Regions from separate parts of the Macaca mulatta genome. Here region 1 is linked to region 2. The links are chromatin contacts, called in public Hi-C maps. All regions are on one chromosome and are shown on one strand. The core of a region is the stretch at or near the end of the contact, and the rest is flanking DNA. Distances in the headings are between cores, read along the strand shown.

Evidence for each region. Hi-C and Micro-C count contacts between places; a contact is called where the count stands out from the background.
Region 1: a Hi-C map of fetal cortex germinal zone shows a contact between it and region 2, with 4 times the contacts expected there. The contact joins the promoter of ZNF248 here to the promoter of LOC144331106 in region 2. A contact is called at or near these places in 3 of 14 Hi-C or Micro-C datasets (cortical neurons, fetal cortex germinal zone and liver).

What each region holds. Positions count from the first base shown.
Region 1 is chr9:53,233,546-53,238,620 of T2T-MMU8v2.0, reverse strand. ZNF248 (zinc finger protein 248) reads left to right here and starts at 1,934. Exons shown (of 4, transcript XM_077946261.1): 1 at 1,934-2,013.
Region 2 is chr9:52,356,765-52,361,713 of T2T-MMU8v2.0, reverse strand. It overlaps LOC144331106, which reads left to right and starts at 2,245. Exons shown (of 3, transcript XM_077946258.1): 1 at 2,245-2,842. The coding sequence starts at 2,258. The coding sequence ends at 2,800.

The DNA.
Region 1 (5,075 bases), core at 685-3,184, 880 kb before region 2:
GAAGTCAAGAGAGCATGCTTTCGTCTCCACATCAAGGTCATGAAAGACAAGGTAAGAGCAAGAAACTATTATAAATTGGCCAAGGCTAAGACATGACAAGTAAATGTACTGTGATATTGAGAGACAGGACTAGCTGGATTTCCTAGGCCAAGAATCCCTAAGCCTAGCTGGGAAGGTGACCACATCCCCCTTTAAACATGGGGCTTGCAACTTAGCTCACACCTGACCAATCAGGTAGTAAAGAGAGCTCACTAAAATGCTAATTACGCAAAAACAGGAGGTAAAGAAATAGTCAATCATCTATTGCCTGAGAGAACAGCAGGAGGGACAATAAGCCAGATATAAATCCAGGCATTCCAGCCCACAAGGGCTACCCTCTTTGGGTCCCCTCCTTTTGTATGGGAGCTGTTTTCACTCTATTAAATATTGCAACTGCACTCTCTTCTGGTACGTGTTTGTTATGGCTCCAACTGAGCTTCATCCATCACTGCTGTTTGCCGCCTTTGCAGACCCACCCGCTTTCTTCCATCCCTCTGGATCCAGCAGGGTGTTGGCTGTGCTCCTGATCCAGTGAAGCGCCCACTGCCGCTCCCGAGTTGGGCTAAAGGCAGGTCATCTGCTGTGCTCCTGATCCAGCGAGGCGCCCACTGCTGCTCCAGTCTGGCTAAAGGTTTGCCATTGTTTCTGCACAGCTAAGTCCCGGGTTTGTCCTAATGGAGCTGAACACTAGTCACTGGGTTTCAGTTCTCTTCCATGACCCACGGCTTCTAATAGAGCTATAACACTCACTGCATAGCCTAAGATTCCATTCCTTGGAATCTGTGAGGCAAAGAAACCCAGGTCAGAGAACACGAGGTTTGCCACCATCTTGGAAGTGGCCAAGCACCATCTTGGGCGCTCTGGGAGCAAGGACCCCCGGTAACAATATCCTTGATTGGATGCTGGAACAGAAAAAGGGCATTAGTGGAAGAACTGCTTAAGTCTGAATAAACTCTGCAGTTTATACCCGTGGTATTTTCTTAGTTTGATAAATATACCATGGTCATGTAAAATACTAACGCTAATAGAATCTGGGTGAAAGGCATATGGGAACTATCTTTGCAACTCTTCTGTAAATCTGAAATTATGAGCAAATGAAAAGTTTTAAAAAAATGGACAATGACCAAGGAGTTGATTTTTTAAATGAAAAGTTGTAACACACCCATATGCTCATAGTGTGCTGAAAATGCCAGATATGCACATGAAAGAATGTATGCGTAGTTTTGGGTAAAATAAGAGCGTGCTTTTTCTTCAAATACGTTACTCAAACAGCTTTTTTTTTTTTTTTTTTTTAAACATATAAACAATTTTATGTTTGGGTCTTGAATTGCTAGCTTCTATTTTTCCTTATTCCAGAGAATAACCATACTGGTCACAGACGTTATTCTCTTCTAGTCTTTCAGTTAAACATTAACATGCATGTTCGTGAATGAATTCAAGCACACCTTTCCTTCTCCTGGCTTGTGTCTAAAAGGCACATTGGTTTGATCCACAACCTCTGGGGGTACTGACAGAATCCTGGTTCCAAGCAAGAGTGGGTAACTGAGACAGTAATCTCTCAACCCACTAAACAAGGCTGTTTTGTAGGAAAGCCTCATTTATGATGACCAGCATGATACAAAATGGGGAATCTTGAAAAATATACTGAACAATGTATGTGTCAGACACCGGTTTAAGTGCTTTTACAACGTAAGCGCCTCCAATTCTCATAAAACTCCTACTAGCTAGGCACTATCATTAGCCTCATTTTACAATTGAGGGCTGCGGCCAGAGCAGACCAACAGCCTCCTGGGGCTTCGCTTCTAGGAGGTAGCGCCGCTTCCATGCCCCGCAGCCACCAGCCTAACTCGGGCGCTCGGCCGCTCCCTCTGCGCATGTGCATCCCCGCCTTCCCCTTCTGGCGTGTCCTTCCTCGGCCTCCAGTCCGTTGTGGGAAACCCCTCGCCTCCGGGTCCACGCGGCGAGAAGCGGCGGGTGAGCCCCGGAGTACTGGGCGAGGGCCAGGGGGTCCCCGCGCTGCCCCAAAGGCGGGCGGGCAGCGGCTATAGCTCGAAGGTGGGGAGGGATCCCTGGCGCCTGCGGCGTTGAAGGGACCGTGGGGCAAGGGCGTCTCTATCATAAAAGGATGAGGTCTGGCGTGGGAACGTGAGTTCCGGGGCTCGCGGGGGTCCTTATGCGTCAAGTCCCTGCGCCTGGCCTCCAGCTGAGTCTTGTAGCAGCGAATGGATAGTGCGCGTTAGCCCGAAGGGGAGGGAACTGGCTCCGGGGGGCGGGGGGAACAGCCCGCGTGCGTAGCGTGTGACGTTTGCCGTGCGCGTGCGCATGGCGTTTGATATCTGCGTGTGTGCTTTTTGTGCGCTGGGCCCGCGGGGAGGGGGCGGGGCTGCGGGGGAGAACGACTGCGCCGGGTGCGCGACAAATGAATTAGACACAATTACCCACGGGAGACTCGGTTTTCCTCTCTGTAAATTGCGGATATCTGGAATACTTGCCGCCTTGGGTTGTTTTGAGCACTTTCGTTGTTTAGGTGCTGTATTTACTGGGTGTGCGTTTCCTGGGAGAGTCCGCCTGCACCGGCCCCAGGGCCTCTGCGGGTGGAGTGCAGGAGCAAAGGGGCTGGCCTAGCTGCCCACCAGGGCCCCTTCTGGCTCTGACCGCCCTCGTATCCCAAGTAATTATTTACACGTTGCGCGTTCGTTTATGTATTATGTGTAATCATGGCACAGTATCCTGAAGCCGTCGGAGTCTGTGTGCCGGTGCAAGGTCTGGGACAAGTTTAAGAAGAGAGAGGTGAGCTGGAGTTGAGGGGTGGGCGCGCAGGCTAACAGGAGTGTCACCTCTGGAGAGTCTGAGGGTAGGGACGGGTGAAAGGCTCACGGCCACAGCGAAGGAAATGCTGTCATCACCCCTCCGCGAACACCCGGCACATCCAGATGAACTGCTGAGCTTCCTCCTCTCCTGGCCTGATACCCCGCCGGATGGTAGTGCAGGCAGGTCCTACTTGGGTTATCTGTTTTGATCTTATTTGAAAACGGGAAAACAAAACTGAGTTTGAGGAGGTGACTAGTTCAGATCTTGTCATTCGTTAGAGGCAGACTGAGATTAGAAGTCAAGTCTGCAGTTTCCCTAGCCACTGCTTCCTATTTTGTTGCTCTATGTCACAGTTTCTCATTAAAAGATCCTTTTGAGGAATTGTTAGCAAGTTAGAACATTTTTAAACTTGGTTAAACACCGCATCCCTTTTTTTAGAGGTTTTTTGCATTGTCTGACCTCAGGGCGTTAATGGTGTTAACAGGTAAATAGGTAAACAATATGGCCTGAATTTTTTTTTTCCCTACAAGGAATTTTGACAAACCCATAGTGTTTCTTCCTTTAGATTATTGTTACTTGTTAAACTCATCTTTTCATGTTTTTAATTTTTCTGTGTCACAGAACCTAAATTGGTAATAAATCAGTAAGAAATATTTACATTCACTCAGTGAAAAGTGTCATGTCTGAGCTCAGTATATATCGGAGCCACACATGGACACGTAAGTATCTTGTGTGTGGAGCTGTATAGGCAGGTGAATCTCCGAACTGCAAGGCTGGCCAAGGCTCTCCTGACATTCTTCCTTTCTAATCCTTCAGCTCTCCCTCCTCCACTAAGAGCAGAAAATGAACAAATCCCAGGTGAGATTCTTGTTTCTTTATTCCCAGTTTGTTTTAAAATGGATTTCTGAAGTTTATAAGGATTTATGTTTTGAAAATGGAAAAATAGAAATAGGCAAAAATTGACATTAAGGGAAATAAAACTGAAGTAGCAAATCCAAAATAGTGCAGTTGGCAAATCAGATGCAGGATTTTTAATTTTGCAGAATTATCCAAATTATTGTAATGTTATCTGTGATTGTTCTAATAAAAATTCTGAAATAAATGCAGTAAGTTGTCTAGAAGTGTTTCTTGGTAGAAACAAAGAATACAGTTACAGAGCAAAACTCAGTGCATATGCTTTTCAGGAGACCAGACACTGAGGTTTGATGGTCCTGCTTGATCCAGGAATAAAACCTTGACGATGTGGAGGAATGGAAGGACTGCAAGTCCTCAGAACAGTTTCCCCTAACTCTTTGTGTCAGCTTGTTCTTATTTCTAGGTTGAATCACTGACAGTTCCGACTTGTTTCTGTGTTTTTCATTTGTGTTTCAATCTGATGAATGCAACCTTGTTCCCTCACCTAAACTCACCTGAATCAGTTCTGGCAAAGGCCACCAAATCATAATCAAGGCCAGTGGATGTTTTTGCCTTTGTGTTACTTCCCTGGTCTGCTGCATATATTGTTAACCATGGTCTTTGTTTGGAGAGTCTCCTCTGTTGGTGTGTATAATGCCACCCTCTGAACTGTCCTTTCCTAACTTTGATTCCCTCCCTAGTCGTCATGAAGGCATCTTTTCTTTTTGCTCCAGGCATTGCTTTTCCTTGTGTTTCCATCCTTAGCCTACTTAGGTTCTTCTTGATCTGTTTTTCCTGACTGGTCTTATTTTTTTTTCCTTAATAAAGTGCTTTTGAATTAATAATACGTTAACATAATAATACATTACTTTTACTTTTTAAAAAGTAAGTGATAACAAAAGATGTACATACATATTCACACTCCCTCTGTTCATGCAGTTTCTCCAGGTAGGGTGACATTTATTTATCATTCAAACTGATACATTTTCACTGAGAGTGAGAGGTTTTATAAATACTTATGCAGAGACAACTGGCATATATTAGGACAATCCCAGACATACTGGAATACATGGTCACCCTACCAAAGATGTCTATTTTTTTTCTAGTTTTTGGTTTACTTTGCCAGTGTTTGTTTATCCAGTTTAAATAAAATATGTATGTATATTCTTATTTGCTTCCTCAGTTTACTTAAAAAGGAATCTGTTATCTCTAGGGCATATCAAACTTAAATGTGATTGTGCATCCCGGAATCTTTTTAATATGCAGGTTCTGATTTAGTAGCTATGGATTATGGATGGGGTCCTTGATTCTGAAGTTCTGATAAACCTCTA
Region 2 (4,949 bases), core at 996-3,495:
TCCCGTCTTTACTAAAAATACAAAAAAATTAGCTGGGTGTGGTGGTGGGCGCCTGTAATCCCAGCTACTCAGGAGGCTGAGGCAGAGAATTGCTTGAACCTGGGAGGCGGTGGTTGCAGTGAGAAGAGACCATGCCACTGCATCCTAGCCTGGGCGACAAAGGGAGACACTGTCTCAAAGAAAAAAACAAAACAAAAAACAACTGAATTTTTCTTCTTGCAAAAAGGGAAAAAGACCTTTCCTCCTCTCTTTTCTTACAGCATTTCCTTAAGAAAACTTGTAATTTTTTGTTTGTTTGTTTGGAGACGAGTCTCCCTCTGTCGCCAGGCTGGAGTGCAGTGGCCGGATCTCAGCTCACTGCAAGCTCCCCCTCCTGGGTTTAGGCCATTCTCCTGCCTCAGCCTCCCGAGTAGCTGGGACTACAGGCACCCGCCAACTTGTAATTTTAAATCCTTTCTCTGTCTCTGTGAGATTTAGCAAAACTTTTAAAAAAGTAAATAAGCTTCTTGCTAGTTTAACAGCCCAGGAAGGTCTTTCTTAATGGCCTTGGGTCATGTCTTTGAAATGTAAGCATCAAGGAAGATCGCACCCCATCTCCCTGCCTCTGTGGTAAACTCCCAGGCTCCTGCCTACCTGTTATTAACTACCTGCGTGTCATAGAGACACCAGAAACTTTACTTTTCATTTGCATAACGGCAATTAACTAACACTGATGGCTACCCTAATTATCACTTGAATTTCAGATGAATTATGCATAGCAAATGGTGTTGTACAGTCGTCTTGAGGACACGTTATCTTTTACCATGAGAAAATGGAATGCGTTATACCAGAATGGCTAATATAAAAAAAGATAGTTCTTCCTGTCTTCGTAAACTCATTAGTGGGCTGCGTGTGACGCACATAGCAGTCTGGTTTAATGTTTATTCAATAATGTAACTGTTTTGTCCTTTTCTCCATCTGTGGAGAGAATTTTCTGGATTGGCAAGAGGCTTTATTTTAAATTATTTCCTCAACACCTCGCATCCAGAAAAGTGGTGTGTGTGTGTGTGTGTGTGTGTGTGTGTGTATGTATTATGTGTGCATATTTTTTGTATATATATATGTGTGTGTTTATACACATGACTATACATACATATTTTTTCTAGATGATTCTACATATTTTAATATAATAAAGTTATTGACCAGGAAATAATTTGTTTTACATATACAGCCAAGTCCTCTTTCTGTATCCGAGGGGGAATTAGTTCCAGGACCTCCCTGGATTACTCAAATCCAGGGATGTTCAAGTCTTTGGTAGAAAATAACCTGGTATTTGCATAACCTACACACCTCCTCCCCTATACTTTAAATTACGTCTAGATTAATTGTAAACCTAACACAATGTAAATACTATGTAAATACTTTTACTGTATTGTTTAGAGTATGACGAGGGGAAAAGTTTGTACCTGCTCAGTAAGATATAATATTTTAAACCATTTCTTTTTTTTAGAGAAGGTCTCACTGTGTTGCACAGGCTGGTCTCCAACTCCGGGCCTCCAGTGATCCTCCCAGGTGGCTGAGATCACAGGCACAAGCCATCCCCGCCCAGATCATTTTTAAGTATTTTCAATCCGAGCTTAGTTGAATCCATAGATATGGACCCCCGGGATAAGGAGGGACGACTATATGTATTTCTTAGTGAAATGATAGTCATGATATTCTATACAATTAGATTAAAACTTGTGTAAATTCATGAGAAGGATGTACACCTAACATTACGCGCTTTTGCTTTTGGGAAGTGGTATACTCGTTTTCTGTTTTAGCTTATACATACTTTGTAGTTTATTACGATTCGCGTATCGTTTGCACAATTGTCAAAGGTACCATTCCTAACAGGAAGCGGTTACAGGACATTATCCTTCATTACTCCACGTACTCCTGCACCCACCGAGTTCAATCACTTTAACAAAACTGCCCATCAGTGATCCCTGGAGCACCTCACGGGGGCCTTCTGTCTTCAAGCCCCGACGTGAGCAGTGCAGCGCTCCAGCCATCACTGAGCAAGGCCAGCGCCCGCTACAGGAAACCCGACAGCAATCACTCAGGCCGCTGGAGGAGGGCGCGCCTCACGACGTCATCCAAGATGGAGTCGCAGCCGGGCCTTCTGGGAAGCGTAGTTTTGGAGTAGGGCTCGGGGAACGTTCTGCGCATGTGCAATGCTATCTCCTTTCTGGAGTTGGCGTTTTTCGCGCTAGGGTGGGGAGAGGATGTTCTGCGCATGTGCAATGCCATCTCCTTTCTGGCGTTGGCGTTTTTGTCTTACGCCCTATGGTGGGGAGAGGACTCTGGTGCCCCCGGGTCGCGGCTAGGCCGCAAAGGGCGGGGCCTGGGCTCGGCGCAGGCCGGGAGCAGAGGCCGATCCCCTACAGCTGTGCCAAGGCCCTTGCGGGCGGGCAGGACGTGGGAGGCGGGATCTAGAGCCTGGAAGCCGCCTCCAGGCCCCGAAGCGGCCTCCGCGGAGGGCCCCGTGTGGGAGCCGCCTGGCTGGGAGGTTGGCCGTCTGCGCTGGCGCCCCTTCCGGGAATGGCGTTTGCGCTACCTGCTTGAGGGGCGGCCAAAGGAGGCTTGCAGTGGCGGGGCAGTGGGCGCCCAGAGCAGCCGCATGTATGACGTGAACCGGAGCCGCCACGTCAGGCGCGTTGGCCGCTGCAGACGCCGCGCTCAAAAGCCGCCGCGACGTGGGCTCCGGTCCTGCGTATGCAGGTGGTCCCAGGGCGGCTGGATGCCCATCTGGCAAATGATGGGGGCCTTTGGGTACTGAATAGGGTAGTAGATGTAAAGTATGATACAGAACTAAATAAAGGTGAGCTGCTTCTGTTACAAGACATGCTGTTTTCATTATTGGCTCATTTAATCATCGTAACCATTCTTTCGATTTAACCACCTCCATTTAAATGTGACTACTAAAGATTCAGAGAGAGAAATTCGTTTACCCACGGTATTAGCAGGTGGGATGTAAATCCTCACTTTTTTCTGCGAATTCATGCGCCTTCCCACACTAAAATCCAGTCTTGCCTTGTATTTAGCACAGCATTTGTCCCTTGAGCACCACCAGAATGTAGCTGTGGAGTGTACTGAACCCAGTCTTAACCACGTAGTGTTCTGTTTCCAAAAATGCTTGGGGGAATCTTCAGAGCCCTTGAATCAAAAGGTTAATTATTTAAGGCCTTCCTGCATCCTTAAACCTTAGTTTCTTCTTAGAGGACTGTGAAACCTGTAAATTGAAACCACAATTTGAGCCCTCAATTTTGCATTTTACAGAAGCTGGGAATCCCATCCATCCCAGACGCTAGTTTCTGAAGAGAGGAAATGGGTCAAAGAATTTTTTTTAAAGATGAAAACTGCAGTTCATCAGTTCCACAATTTTATGGTGGTGATATAATACTTCTCATTGGCTGATAACTGAGCTTAGGTATTTTCTAAGCACTATGCTAGCTGGAAGTGGTTTTTGCTGCTTATTTTAGTTTTTCTTTTTTTTTTTTTTGGTACATAATGTACATATTTGTGGGGTACATGTGATATTTTGATATATGCATACAATGTGTGATCAAATACAGTATCCACCACCTCATTTCTTTGTTTTGTGAATATTCCAAATCTTCTAGCTACTCTGAAACACACAATAAATTATTGTTAACACTTGTCACCATACTGTGCTATTGAACACTAAGACTTATTCCTTCTACCTATTTTTGTACCTATTAACCTCTCTTCATGCCTCGCTCCCTGCTTCCCTTCGCAGCCTCTGGTAACCATCATTCTACTTCCTACCTTCATGAGATCAACTATTTTAGCTCCCATGTATGAGTGAGAGCATGATATTTGTCTTTCTGTGCCTGGCTTATTTCATGTAACATAATGTCCTCCAGTTCCATCTTTGTTGTTTCAATGACAAAATTTCATTCTTTTTATGGCTGAATAATACTCCATTGTGTATATATACCACAATGTTCATTACCTATTCATGCATTGATGGGTACTTAGGTTGATTCTGTATCTTGACTATTGTGAATAGTGCTACGATAAAAATGGGAGTGCAGAGATCTCTTCAATATACTGATTTCCTTTCTTTTGAATATATACATAGCAGTGAGATTGCTGGATCATATGGTAATTGTGTTTTTTATTTTTTGAGGAACCTCCATACTGTTCCACAGTGACTGTACTAGTTTACATTGCCACCAAGAGTGTATGAGGGTTCTCCTTTCTCCATATCCCCCAGCATTGCTTTTTTGTTTGTTTGTTTGTTTGTTTGTTTTTGCCTTTTTTATAATAGCTATTTTAAGGGGTAAAATGATATCCCATTGTGGTTTTGATTTGCATTTGTCTGATGATTAGTGATGTTGAACATTTTATCATATACCTATTGGCCATTTATATGTCTTCTATTGTGAAATGTCTGTTCAGATCATTTGCTCAATTTTTTTAAATCAAATTTTTTGTTTTCTGGCTATTGAGTTCCTTATATATTCTGGTTATTAATTCCTTGTGAGATGGGTGGTTTGCAAATATTTTCTCCTATTCTTTAGGTGTCTTTTCACTGTGATTGCTTACTTTGCTGTGCCGAAGCTTTTTAGTTTGATGTAATCCCATTCATCTATTTTTGCCTTTATTGCTTATGCCGTCAAGGTCTTACCAAAAAATTTTTGCCCAGACGAATGTTCTGAAGCATTTCCAAATGTTTTCTTCTAGTAGTTTCATAGTTTCAGCTCATACATTTAAATCTTTAATCCACTGTCATTTGATTTTTGCATATGATGAGAGACAGGGTCTAGTTTCATTCTTCTGCATATGAATATCCAGTTTTCTCAGCACCATTTATTGAAGAAACTGTCATTTCTCCAATGTATGTTCTTGGTGCCTTTGTCAAAAATGAAATTGGCTATAAATGCATGTATTTATTTCTCAAT